Regions from separate parts of the Zea mays genome. Here region 1 is linked to region 2. Evidence: chromatin contacts called from public Hi-C data. All regions are on one chromosome and are shown on one strand. Each heading gives the region's core, a stretch centred on a gene start, on an enhancer-like site or on the middle of the called end of the contact. The rest is flanking DNA. Distances are from core to core; before and after follow the strand shown.

What was found. Hi-C and Micro-C count contacts between places; a contact is called where the count stands out from the background.
Region 1: a contact with region 2 is called in a Hi-C map of bundle sheath, with 5 times the contacts expected there. The contact joins the promoter of LOC103641254 here to the promoter of LOC100381576 in region 2. A contact is called at or near these places in 8 of 25 Hi-C or Micro-C datasets (bundle sheath, ear, endosperm and 3 more).

What each region holds. Positions count from the first base shown.
Region 1 is chr10:78,337,170-78,344,325 of Zm-B73-REFERENCE-NAM-5.0, reverse strand. It overlaps LOC103641254 (dnaJ homolog subfamily B member 4), which reads right to left and starts at 3,803. Exons shown (of 3, transcript XM_008664618.4): 1 at 2,908-3,803; 2 at 2,035-2,459; 3 at 1,142-1,931. The coding sequence starts at 3,075. The coding sequence ends at 1,478.
Region 2 is chr10:77,879,319-77,886,353 of Zm-B73-REFERENCE-NAM-5.0, reverse strand. LOC100381576 reads left to right here and starts at 5,115. Exons shown (of 25, transcript NM_001174401.2): 1 at 5,115-5,194; 2 at 5,281-5,460; 3 at 5,546-5,659; 4 at 5,741-5,899; 5 at 6,573-6,750; 6 at 6,823-6,949; 7 at 7,033-7,035. The coding sequence starts at 5,115.

The DNA.
Region 1 (7,156 bases), core at 2,554-5,053, 460 kb before region 2:
TTATACAAATTTTATTAACTTTAACAGTGTTTTGTTAAAGGATTTATAAAATTTATTGAAGTCAACTGGCCCGATAACCTGACTAGATTCGCCTATGTTGGGTACAATCTCGTATTCTCGTAGGCGTCACCAAATTAGAGCAGTTCCCAGAGTGTGTCCTATAAAAATACCTTATAAATTTAAAATCATCATGTTGTAGAGGATTTAGGGCAACAACAAATTGTTAAGCTCCAACAATAAACCTTGCATCAGTAACAAAGCCATGTGGCGCTTTAGGATTGGAGGAAGGCCATGGATCATGGAGCATTGGGGAAGACGTGGCTGTTGTGGAGCTAGGTCTACCGCGGCAGATAGGGCAACTAAACAAGTGTGGTATATTTGTGGCATTTGGTGCCTTATAATTTTTTGACAATTTTTTATAAAAGAAGACACTGTTGAAACTGTTTTTTCTAGATTGACCTCTATATTTTAATATGGGGTATCAATTTGATATATTGTTGGAGATGCTTTTACTAGTTTGCTCTTTTGTAGGAAAAAAATGGGAAGGCTGCCCTGTCGTCAGGACTGCCTTATGATGGACTGAAAGGGGTTTAAGAGTCTGGACATGCTGATTTGAACTGAACTCCTATAATCGTTGCTGTGAAATGTATATTTCCACATCAAACGAAAAGATGTTTTGGAAAATGTTTCAGGTTCCTGCCCTTTTTCTTGGATGAATCCTCAAAAGCATTCGGCATTTCACTAACAGGCTGTCTGGCATCAGTGTGTCCGTCATGTGTTCGACCGACTATTTCTGGAGGAATGAGTAGATGCTGTGAATAGGAGGGTGTAATCGCATGGCGGACAGGTTAGTTCCCTTCATCAAACCAAACAACCCATCGAGGTTCGGACGCAGGATCGGATAATTCCTCATGATGTTATTCCGTGAACGTAATATAATGCACCTGGGGGTCTGAGACTGCAAAGCATGTTAACCTTCAGAAAATTCATTTTTTCACATAGTACCAAGATTGTTACCCTTCATCGTTGTGCAACACTGATATCATTTTGTTTTTGTATACATCAATAAACAAAATTCATAAGAAAAAGGATACGGACAGCCCTAAACAAACATAAATGGTAAGTAACAAGTTTAAATATGTTGGTATTAATTTCTAGTGTGGCATCTCATTACGATTAGAGCTAAACAAACATGATCTAATGTTATCTGTTACTTACAAATATGTGAACCAAACGATATCTGAAACATGTAAATGAAGACACAAAGACAGCATTCTTGTATTACACCTGTGGTCTTCAATACCACCATTTTTTCCAACAAGGGAGAAGAAGATCAGAAAACACCACAAAGGAAAAAACAACTAAACATACAGTACAAGCCAGCCGAAGAAAGAGAAGAACATCTGAACTAGTCTGCAAATCTGCATTGCATGGGTAGCCAATAAGGGGCAGACAATCTTGTTTCGAACGCCTGTGCTCACTGCTGCTGAGGCTGGCCTCCAAGAACCTTCCGAATGGTGTGCCGCTGCTCCGACGACAACCTCTTAGGGAAACCGACGTCGAACTTGATCCTCAGGTTGCCTCTCCTCCCGTTCTCCTTGACGATAGGCATCCCCTCCTTGGCGACCACAAGCTCGTACCCAGGTGTCACCACGTCCGTGAGCCTAATCACCAGGTCACGCCCGTCGAGCGTCTTCAGGCTGACCGTCGTTCCTGCCAACGCGTCCACCAGATCGATCTTCCGGTGGACCAGGAGGTCGTTGCCCTCTCTCGTGTACAGGTCATGGGGTTTCTCGTCGATGACGAAGACGAGGTCGGCGGGGAGTTGGTTCGGCTGCTCGTTGCCCTTGTCCGGGAACGTGATCTTGGTCCCCTTCTTCCAGCCGGGCTTTATATCGATCGTTAGAATCTCCGATTCGGTCCCTAGTTGCCTGTTCAAAACTCAGCAGTGAGAGAGCTGAAATAAGCTAAGACTCTGTTGATCTGTGATCTTTAGTCTCAAATGTGAAAGATGGTGCAACAAAAAAGGCTCACCCATTCGGCTTCACAACGTTCCTGGAGATCTTCATCTTGCGTGCTGAGCCTGCGTACAGCTCTTCGAGCGTGCAGGGCAGTTTGGTCTCCACGGGCGGCGGCTTCCGAGCCTGACTGGAGCCGGTGCCGGCCGAATCGTTGTTGTATGGTCTGAACTTGCTCTCGTTCCCACCGAACCCACCGAAGGTGCCAGCGCCTTCTGTCTGGAACCTCATTGACTTGGCTCGCCCCATGTTCTCGAACGGCTTGTTGCTGCCAAAGAACTCGGCGAACACGTCTTCGGCGTTGCGAGGGTTGAAGCGTTGGTTGGCGGCCCCGTTCGTGGACGTGGAACCACCACCACCACCACCGCCGTCTGCGGAGGCCTTCAGGCCTTCCTCGCCGTACTGATCGTACGCCGCCCTCTTCTGCGGATCACTCAGAACCTGAAAGGAGCCAGCGAGCATTTTGTCGTAATCTGAAGGAGCAGAAAATGCAGAAATGAGCAGCCATAGAAATGACGCACATTATGATTTTACAGGCAGGATCGACCACTCGATCAGGATGACAGAATACAAGAGCTACATATTGAAAACCGACATAACGCATAGTCGACACGAATCTCCATGATATTTGCAGAATTCCAGCTCGCAAATCGCTAACGAAACAACTAGTGCTAATATCTACTGGTGAAAATGGATTTTCTCTGGTAACAAGTACATGGAAATTTATCCAAACTGTGCTTGCGATTCAGAGGAAAGACAGTAGTAACTTTTACCAGATATTCCAAAGCGTAATCACTAATCAGGCCTGCGCCGCGAAAGCAAAGCTAAGCAAGAAGGTGCTGCAGCTGCAACCAATGTAACTGCAATTTTTTCCCTGCAATTTCCATACCTCGTAGGCCTCGGAGATCTTCTTGAATTTGGCCTCGGCTTCCTTCTTGACGTCGCCAGGGTTCTTGTCGGGGTGCCACCTCATGGCCAGCCGGCGGTACGACTTCTTGAGGTCCTCCTCCGTGGCGTTCCGGTTCACCTTGAGCACATTGTAGTAGTCCGTCCCCATCTCCAACGCTCATGCCAAGAACGGCAAGAGCAGCGCCACCACCTACCAAATCCCAACGCAATAAAATCCCTTCCTCGATCCACGCGAACCGCTGCTGCCTCCTTCACGACGACCCCACTCCCCCCGCCTATCCCTAACCTGAATTTCCCAAGAAACCGTGTCAGATCAACAATGCGATCGGGACAAGAGGAAAGACCGCCTCCTTTGACCCTGCCTGTCGACCGCTCCCCACAAGGCAGAGCCTTCGGCGCGCTCTCAAACACGCCCAACGATCAGCACCACCGGCGGCAACCAATCCAGCGCGGCCGCTTCACACCAAGACGCCGCCTTTCGCCGTGCTCCTGGGCCAGGGCCAATCAAGCCTAGACACCGACCGCGGTGCGCGCGAATCCGCGGGGGCGGCAAGTTGGCATAAAGGGTGTGTGGGAATGGGTCTTCGCGGAAGGGGCCAGGACAAGGCGGCGACGAAAAATCCGGTGCCGGAGATGGCCGGGGGAAGGAGACAAGCGCGCGGGGGGGTTGATCTTGGGAGGGGAAGGACGCGGCCGGAAGGGACGTAGACGACGGGGAGAAAGGGACAGCGGAGACGCGCTATCAATTCGCCCAAATCCGGCTTCGGTTTGCAAAAATAGCTACGCGCCATCGGGGAAACGTATCGCGGGGCATCCCCACTGGGACCGACATGTGGGCCTCGTGACCCACCTGGCTCCTGGGTTTGTTTTGTGTGCGTATTTGATTTGAGCTTTCGTGGAGTACATGCGAGAGGCGTGTTTGAAGGGATTCTCTCGGTATCGGTATTGGCTAGAAAAGATTTCCCCGTGTGTTTTTTTAATTTGTTGATAAGATTTTTTTGGTATTTAATATCCATATAGTATCTCTAATAGTACATCTTATTTTATATTTTTTATCAAAAATATACGGCACACCACAAAATGACCCAAATATACTACACTTAGAGCATCTCCAAAAGAATACTAAAACCAATCCATAAATGCGTTTAGGGGTGGAATAACGAAATTTCTCAGTCCAACAGACCTCCCTTCCTTCCCCTAAATTACCTGCGTCCCGCATCCGTGGTCCGCCCTCCCACAAATATCAGTGAGCAAGGTCTTTCCCCAATCCATCCTTGCGCGCGCTTCACTAGTCCTTTCCCGCGGTATTTTTCATTCAGGTGCCGAGGAAGGAATGGAGAGTGGCGGCGCGAGAGGCATCACAAGTGTAGGAGGCGGCGGCAGAGTCGATGGCTAGAGCTTTGAAACCCAGTCGAGACAGACGGCTGCTTTGAATCTACAGCCTCAACCACACCGCAATGATCAGCCTCAACCTAGACCTGGAGGATGGAATGCAAATGCGAGGTGAAGGAGAACTCCGTTCTGAAATGGGAGGATGTGTCCTGTGTCGACGTTGAATCAGATCCAATTGCAGCTCCCTTGTTTTCCCGCATTGACGACTTGTCTACATCCATGGAGCACGCGATGAACGGTAGTGGTTGTTTATCTCAACCTTCAATTATTTTGTATTGATAATCAAATTTGTGCTCTGAGAATCGATTAGTTCAATTGTTTGCTTTCATCTTTACTTAATAAATCATGACGTGTAGTCTCAGTTCCTAACTTCTGCTTACTGGATGACGTCGCATAATCTGTTTTATTCACAAAATTCCGATTAACGGTCAAGCAAAGATGCAATTAATAACAATTATCAAGACGTAGGAACAGTTTCATACCTTGATGCAGTCGATTCCTAGCGGCGTGCGGCGACAGCAAGAGTGATACAACGAGTAGCACAAATAAATATGTCTATCAGCAAGCATGCACGGGCCAACGGTAGAGATCAGCTGGGCCAGCAACAGCACCTGCAAGTGGCCCAGTTTTGTTTGAGCATTCGTTTTGCGTGAATTGATGGAGGTACACTTTGTTTACACCATAAAAAAGATTTAATATACCCTCATAATCAGTTTTTGGCGAATACTTTTGCATTTCCTTTTGGAGATGCTCTGACACTCGTGTCATATCCTTATTTTCTACATCGCTCTCACCATTTTCTTTTCTAATAATATAATTTACTTTCTAAAATACATGATTTAGAACTTAATTATTGGAGCATAATTTATTTTTAGTGTCTAAACGTTTTAAACAATATAGTATTTTAATTTTTAGGCACTATTTAAGTCACTTGTTGGAGATGCCGCATCTAGTGTGGCTTGTAGGTAAACATTGTTGTTCGATCAAATGCCAATTTTTTTATTAATTACTCTCCCAAACTAAGAACATCTTCAATAGTCCTAAAAACCAATGCTAGTGTCGGAAAGGAAATCTTCGGCCGGGTGGTGGAATGCACCGTCCTAAATCCTAAGATGAGGAGGGGGCCTAAGCGTTTTGCCTGTTGCTAGATGGACGATGAACACAAGAACACGCAAGGGTTTAGAGTGGTTCAGGCCACCGGAGCGTAATACCGTACTCCACTATCTGTTGTATTGAGCTTGAGAGCTTGTATGAACTTGTGAGTCTGAGAGTCTAAGTGATCGTGTGAGCTTGTGAGCTTTTCTTGTAACGTAGTGTGCCCTCCCTTTTATAGTTCAAGGAGGGGCACATACAAGGATACTGAGCCCCGACATGTGGGCCTAGGGACAAATGGAAGGAAGGAACTACTGCCTGCAACGCCAGGGTAATCTCCGAGCGCCATAATATCCGTAGTGCATACAGTATTGATATCTCGCGGTAGCGTCCTTGGTAACGCGCGAGTCATGACGAGTGCAGCGCATGAGGCAGCACAGGCGTATTGCCTGTCAATGGAATAGACAGGCACGCCCCCTGCCAGCGGAATGGACAGGTCTCATTAAATGCTGAGGCGGCACACTGCTTGCCAGTATAGTGGACAGGTCGCCGCCTGACAGCAGAGTGGGCAGGCCTCATTAAATGCCGAGGCGACACATCGCTTGTCAGGCGGTGCGCCTTATCCACAATAAATGCAGGGGCCGCGCAACCCGGAGGCTTTACGTCAGGCTCCGCCCGCTGGCTTATGTCACGCGCGGCAGGCCACATGGCAGCATCGGGTCCCCGCCTGGATGGGGAGCAGTAGCGTTATGCGGACAGGTCCGCACCAGGCTGGGCCTGGACACGTGTCGGCACCGGACCCCTGCTTGAGCAAGGCCTGGGTATTCTCTGCCCCAGAGTCCCGAGACCCGGCTGTGGGTAGCCCAGACCCCACACAGAGGGGTCCGGGACCCATCCCGGGGGTCCGGGTCGCGCTCGTGGGGGTCCTGGACCTTGCCTGGAGGTCCGGTCTACATGTACAGGGGTCCGACACTTTCCCATGGGGTCCGGACCCACTGTTGATATCTTGAAGTATATCGTCTTCCCTGGCCACGTGGCGACCCCGGAGCCGTCCACGTGGCAGGGTAGAGTGCTGTTCACCACGCGACTAGAGGTAGCCACGCGGGTATAGCGTCTTCACACTGTAGTAAGGGGTACCCCTATTTCAGGGTACCGACAGTGGCACCCGGGCCCACCTCAGGGCAGGGTACAAGCCTGCAGGTGGGGCCAAATCTTGTACCTTGCGTCAGCATGGCATGACCGGTGACTGGGGCGTCACCTGAGCGCGCGCCACATTAATTCAGCACGCACGCGCTGTCAGGCTGCCATCGGTCACGTCAACTGTCGTGTCTGTCCCCGCGGTTGACTGATGTGTGGCCCCATGCATGATGGTTTTGCCAGGCCACACGCGAGGCGCCTCGGTCCTGCTGCCTTTAAAAATTCACCTTTTGTCCTCTGCGGTGGCCCTGAGGAAGCGCAGTACTATCACAAGCGGCGTTTCGACTTCTCTGCACCCAGGAACCGGCACCCAAGGAGGATGACTCGTGGGCCCGGGACCTCGCGTCAGGGACTGGGCCGTTGGTTTCGGTGGAGATGAAGAGGCGCACTACCGCGGGTGGCGATTTGCCCCCCGCGTGGCGGTTCGTCTTCTTCGCACTCGGGAACCAGCATACCAGCTGTATGACTTGTGGGACCGGACCCTCGTGTCATAGGCTGGGTCGCCCTGGTACGCATCGGGGGAGATTTCCCATGGAATTTCAAGGCGC
Region 2 (7,035 bases), core at 3,866-6,365:
GCTTTTAATATACTCTCTATGTTCTTTTTTATTTATTGTGTTTTAGTTTAAATATACACTAGCTGGCGACAAATATTTGAGAACGGGGTAGTATTTTTTAACAGAATCGAAGTACTCGTGAATCGTGAGAAGTTTTTCTCGACGCTTAGTGCCTTTCCATTCACACGATGTCTTAACACGGCCACATGCCCACACACGCGCAGACGATCCTGTGGCCCCGCTGCATGTGATGGCCACTGCAGCCGCGATACGGACGGCCGCGATCGGGCGGAGCCCGAAGCACAGGCCGGACCCGGACGTGGGGTCTCTGTTCCCCACGCTGCCCCTGTCCCTACGCCGTCCCGCGCAGGCGCATGCAGTGGCAGTCCGCCGTAGTTGTCCGCAAACCCCGTGCCGTTTCTCCAAGCGACCCGTCCGGCCGGCCCATCACCCCACTCCGGACCCCTCCTGGCAGTCGCGTCAAAGCAAGGGGCAGGCGGCACCGGCACGTGAACCAGAGCGGTCAAATACGCGCTACGTGTCGGCCAGCTAGTGGCACGTGCGACGTGGAGAGGGAGGACCTTGGTTTTTTGCCGCTTTTCTTTTCTCCTCCTCGCTGCCCGAAAAGTGAGAGTGCGAAATAAATTCGGGTCCAGCCGCACTGCCAGTTGGGCGATACGCGCAGGCGCTTATATAGGCAGATGGGATAGGTGCTGCTACAGCTCGCAATATGGTGGTTCTGTTTGACGACTATGAATGAAAACGCCAGGAACGATATTTATTTGATAATTAGTTTTTGTCGTTTTTTGTTGTGGATAAATATGATATAAAATATATTATAAAATTTATATTCTTATTTTTAATATTAAGCTTGTAACTATTAAAAAAACTAAAACCTTAAATTCAGCCTATATTTTCTCAAACGATAGATATAAATTCGATATGGATCTGAAAAAAATTCCATAAATTTTCAACTTTTTATTGTACGGACAAATGATAAATAAAACAACTTATACAATACTTTATTTTTATTTGTAATAATGCGTTTAGTAACATAAAAAAGATCAACATCAAATTATATATATATATATATATATATATATATATATATATATTAAAATATTAATTTTGTCCTGACAGTTCAGATTATCACTTTCATCCTTATCGACGGCTACTCGCGCACTAGCGCGCAGCTAGAAAGCGACAAGTCTGGAAATCGAGAATTAAGACCCAACCCCGACACGCTACATATACTCGGACATCTCACGCGTCCTTTTCATGTCCCCGGTTAGCCTTTTTTAATGACTGCACCTAACCTAGCGTTTATGTCCCTATCTTTATTTCTTTAGAAACCAAGTAATCTTCGGCAGCTTACTCATACTCATATCTATATTTGAACTTTACTATGTGAACAATGCAATCTATAATGCTAAATAATGCAAATAAGTGTCTTGGGTGACCATACGAGTAAACTGGTGGACATAGTCTAAGAGTACTTATTGTCACCCAACAAAGTACATCATTTTTTAAAGAAAGTTTATTTGAATTGCATGCATAGTGTATTTTACTTTCCCGTTGGGTTTTCTAAACTGCGCATGCAATTCAAATAAGATCAGAAGAAGTTTAGACACATGCACACCCTTTTGAATAGACACATGTGATGCTGCAATAAATTCATAACCATGTATTAAATAGGCTTAATAAATTCGTCTTATCGTTTAGTTTTTATCTATGTAACTAGTTTTGTAATTAGACTATATTTAATACATGTAATTATCACTCTAACATTCGATGTGACACGAACTAAACTTTAGCAAGGACATCAAACACCCCCTAATCTAGCACATGCTGGTACTAACAAAATTACCACATGCATCTTTCTATCAAGGATGAGACATGAGATATCACCCATCACTAGTGGATGAAGTTTGTGAGGAAGCATGGAACATAGAAAAGAATCATGTTTTGCACTTTTTTATTTCTCCCTTTATGATTATGTGCATATTATTGAAGTTTCTAATATATAACCTATTATGGTAAAAAACAAAGTTTATGGCTTAGTTGGATGCTCTCTAAAGCAACTCTAGAAAAATGCTAGTTTAAAAAAATCTACGGAACCAACCGAGCGTTATGGTTTTGCCCACAGTCTACACGCGGGCATATATATACTAGTTAGTCGCCACTATAGCCTTAGCTTATGGGTGAGCTAATAGATTGTTCTATCTAGACGCAGATTGTATGTATGGTCAGCTCTTGATGATTCATTAGGGATGCTACCATAAGTTATTTCCTACATGTCTAGTAGCATCAAAGCATTCTAACAGGACCGTTCAAGGATATGGCCAAGCTTACTACTTATGATCATGCACCAACTATTTTTCTATACCTAAAACATTACGAGATAGCAATTATGAAGTGTTTATGACTCGTTCGAATACTCCCTAAAGCATTCTCAGCTGCTATTTGGCAAAAACTCTCGTGACACAAAAAACTGCACACCATTTTTGGCGGCCGAACCCTGGTCGCCGAAAATAGTAAGTAACTTTTGGAGGTTGTGAGTGGTCGACTGGCCGCAAAAAATAAGGTTATTTTTAGCGGCTAAGTTCTATGGCCGCCCAAAATAACCTTATTTTCGACGGCATGCGTTCCGGCTGCCAAAAATAATGAATTTTAACGTGACACAACACCCTTTCTTCTCTCTTTCCTCTCTTCCCTTCTCACTCCCTCCTCTCTCCTGATGTCGCACCTGCTACCGAAAGGCTCATTTTGGCGGTTTATGGCCACCGAAAATGGCTTCTGTTATTGTAGTGTGAACCAACATGTCGCCGTGGTTTTATTTGGCACGTGTGTGCAAACCAATTGGCCGCTGCTGGCTTTCTTGTGTGTGGTAATGCTGGCACCGAAATAAACTAGGCGTTAGCGTTAGCTTGTGGATGAAACAATAGCTAGTTTGTATCCATACCATGACTATCTGCATGGTCAACAACCAAAGTCTTGTTAGGGCTGCTACGAACATCGATTAGAGAACAAGTATTTTTTATGAGAATCAGATTTAGAAGGTAGCCTCAATGCATTGCTATACCATATATGAATGCCATGTTCTCGTACTTCCTATTTTAGATCAGTCTCAATATACATACATGGTTTTCATGGTAGACACCCATTTCCATGTACAACCTAGAGACTCTAGAACGGTTTTCTAAATCAAAGAGACAGGTAAGAGACTACATAATACAACCCTAAGCCTCTAGACCATAATATAGTAAAGAGACAATAAATATAGAAAGTCATGACGAGACATGCTCTTATCTTGAGTTTTTTCACTTAACTTTCTAGAAACCCCTTAAGAGACACCTCAATTAATGGGGTTGTACATGCCCTAAATTGGCTACTCATCTCTCAACATACTCAAAGATAAAAAAATAATAGAGGTTGAAAACATTAGCTTTAATGATGAAAACATCATGTGTTCAAGCAATCTTCTCAAAGAGTACCAATTGCCAACTAGAGAAAATACATGTGTCGGATACAAATATATCTGCAATATGATGATCTGTACATTAACATAAATAAACACTTTTGTAGCCAAAAAGATATTATTTCACCGTTGAGCCGATGAAATATGGTATGCAGATGCACAAGTTGGGATGAAAATAAATATTTATTCAAACATCATTTTTTGGTATTTTCTCTTTTACTGTGAATAAATAGGATATATAATCTGCTATGCAAATTTATATTTTTATTTTTAACATTGAGCTTATGAAGATTCATAAAAATAAATATCAAATTTATCATATTTTTTTCAAACAATAGATATAAAATTCGGATATAATTTGGATACAATTACATATATTTTTTCATTTTTTGTTGCAAGAGCAAATATCGTATAAATTAATTTATGCAAAAATTTATTCTTATTTATAATAAGTGTGTTTGATAATATAAGAAATGATCTATTTTAAAATATGAAATTTATCTTAACAATTTGGATACCTATTTAATCCATAGCACAACATCTTTCAGCCAAGTATATCTTCTATATATACAATTTTTTCTGGAACAGCAAGCTATAGTATCTAAGAAAGAGAACATATTCTATATCGTGTCATGATCAAACTTAGTACACGCCTGAAAAGCTGGGTAGGTGTGCTGGGTGCGCCTACCACAAACCCGCCTCGTTCAAAAATTGAAACCGGTGATGCGCCAGAAAGCGATGGAGAGAGGGAGGAAAACCGGGCAAGAGAAAGGAGTTATTTTAATGGGTACGAGGAAGGGTGACGTGGCAGCAGGGAAAACTTACAGTATCCGGCTCCCAAAATGACCGTTCTACCCCTCACCGTCCCCACGATCATCGTGGGCCCCGCAGCCACCCCCAGATGCTCCGCTTCCCATGCGCCGAATGACGGAAACAACCCTCCCTGGCTGGCAAGCGACCGCGCGACCGCCGCTTTCCCGCTTCTGCCCTCCCCGAGAAAAATCACGAGGTTGCCCTTGGAGACCTGATGCGACAGTGGTAGACGCGTAAATATAGTGGCTGCTAGGAGGGCGTCACCGTAATTGCTCGGGTTGTCTGGGTTGCTATATATGCAGAGACTGCTCGAGGGGGCTATAAAACGCGGTCCGAAAAACCCCGAAACGGGTGAGGAGAAAACAGAGAGCGAGAGAAGTTCTCGGAGAGAGAAACTAAGCGAGCGAGATAAAAGAAGCGAAACGCGGGCAGCTGTTGCTGAGGCGTGGAGACGGAGGCGGCGGCGCGGCCGAACCCTAGCCGACGGCGGCGCGTTTGAGGCGGGACCCTCTGCAGGCGACGCCTGGCGGCCGGATTCGAGCTGCCGGCGTCGGCAGCTTCAGATCGGCGGTCGCGCCGACGGAATCGGCGGGGATCCCGGCGGGATGGGCGCGGCGAGGCCCGTGCTCTGGTCGTGAGTTTGCTTGGTTCGTGGGTTCTGGCTCTGGGCTCCCGAGCAAGGTTTTGAGCTCGGTGTAGCCGCTTGCTTGCTGAGTTGCTGCTGTCGCTTTTTGGGCGGTTTGAAGCGGGTTTTTGCGGGGGGTTTGGGAGGGATCTGCCGGGAAGGCCCGAGGTTTAGGCCGGTTTTTGAGAGCTGGAGGCTCCGGCCGGGATCGGGGGAGCCATGTCGTCTCTTAGCAGGGAGCTGGTTTTCCTCATCCTGCAGTTCCTCGACGAGGAGAAGTTCAAAGAGACGGTCCACAAGTGAGTGCAGGCCATGACCATGAATGGCTTTTTTTCGAGGCCTTGCTTTGCTGGATTTCTGATCCCTTTTGCGGTTGCCTCTGCAGGTTGGAGCAGGAGTCGGGCTTCTACTTCAACATGAAGCACTTCGAGGACCTCGTGCAGGGCGGCGAGTGGGACGAGGTGGAGAAGTACCTCAGCGGCTTCACCAAGGTGGAGGACAACCGCTACTCCATGAAGATCTTCTTTGAGATCCGCAAGCAAAAGTACCTCGAGGCCCTTGATAGGTGACTGACCCATCGCTAAGCTACTCTTGGTCCCTTGTCGTTGTCAAGGTTGTTTTTTTTGCTGAATTTGCTGTCGGTGTCACAGGCATGACAGAGCCAAGGCTGTGGAGATTCTCGTGAAGGATCTTAAGGTATTCGCCTCCTTCAATGAGGAGCTGTTCAAGGAGATAACGCAGCTGCTGACCTTGGAGAATTTCAGGTTCGGTAACTTTCTGTTCAGAAGAAAAATGTTTAGTGCATTGGGCCGGGGCGGATGTGATTGTGTATTAATGATCAACAGGCAAAATGAGCAGCTGTCCAAGTATGGGGACACAAAGTCAGCCCGGAATATCATGCTTTTGGAGCTCAAAAAGCTCATTGAAGCAAACCCTCTGTTCCGGGACAAGCTGAATTTCCCACCATTCAAAGCTTCCAGACTTCGCACATTGATCAATCAAAGGTGTTGATTGTTTGATTTTGATATGTTTAGTCACACATATAGACTTCCTTAAAATATCAGGTTACGATTTGTGAATATAAATTCTATGATGTTCTTTGGTCTAAATTTAATTAGATTGTATGGTAGCATTTAATTTTCTATGTGCACAATTGGTATAAATCAAATAGTTCAATTATGTAACTGCTACTTGTGTAGGTTTACTATTTTTTAAATCTTCTTTCTGGTTATTCTGGTGCCAAATAATGTCTTTCTTTGAGTTCCCTTAGTAATTATGATGGATAAGGTGTCAGTTAAATGTAGTCAATGCTTCCTTTGTTCTTTTGTCTTGTTGAAGTTTTATTGCTTCTGGTTGTTCATCACTACAGAATCTTCTTGATATGGTTCTTCCTTTTCGGATTGTTTCATGTGATTTGCACATCTCTACCTGTTTATCCCAAGTAACCAGCTTTTATCGACAATGTGCAAAGAAATGGTCTCTTTATAGTGGCCCTAGCTTTAGATGCTTATGCTATAGCAGATACCATCCCTTTTCTTATTGTAAGGTCATGTCCATAAATGCCACAATTGGGATTTCTCTACTTGTTATGCCTACAAATCTAACAATGCTTTCAGAAGCACATTTCGTGCATGTAAAAGATGAGGCTAACTGGGTTTTCTTTCTAATGCCTTTCAGTCTGAACTGGCAACATCAGCTTTGCAAGAACCCCAGACCAAACCCTGACATCAAGACACTCTTCACTGATCACTCTTGTGCTGCTCCTACCAATGGAGCAAGAGCACCTCCACCTGCCAATGGTCCACTTGGATCCATCCCTAAGTCAGCTGGATTTCCACCAATGGGTGCTCATGCTGTAAGTATTGTCACAATTAGGCCATTTAACTTATCCTGACTATCGATTGCTTATATGGCATCGATCTTGCAGCCATTTCAACCTGTGGTGTCGCCATCTCCAAACGCAATTGCAGGTTGGATGACAAATGCCAACCCCTCTTTGCCTCATGCTGCTGTTGCACAAGGGCCACCTGGTCTCGTTCAGGCTCCAAACACAGGTATGTTGAAAGTAATTCTGATAAATGGTGGTTGTTGCTGGTTGCAGTGTTTGGTCCTTTCTGAACTGGCTGTTTGCTCTCAGCGG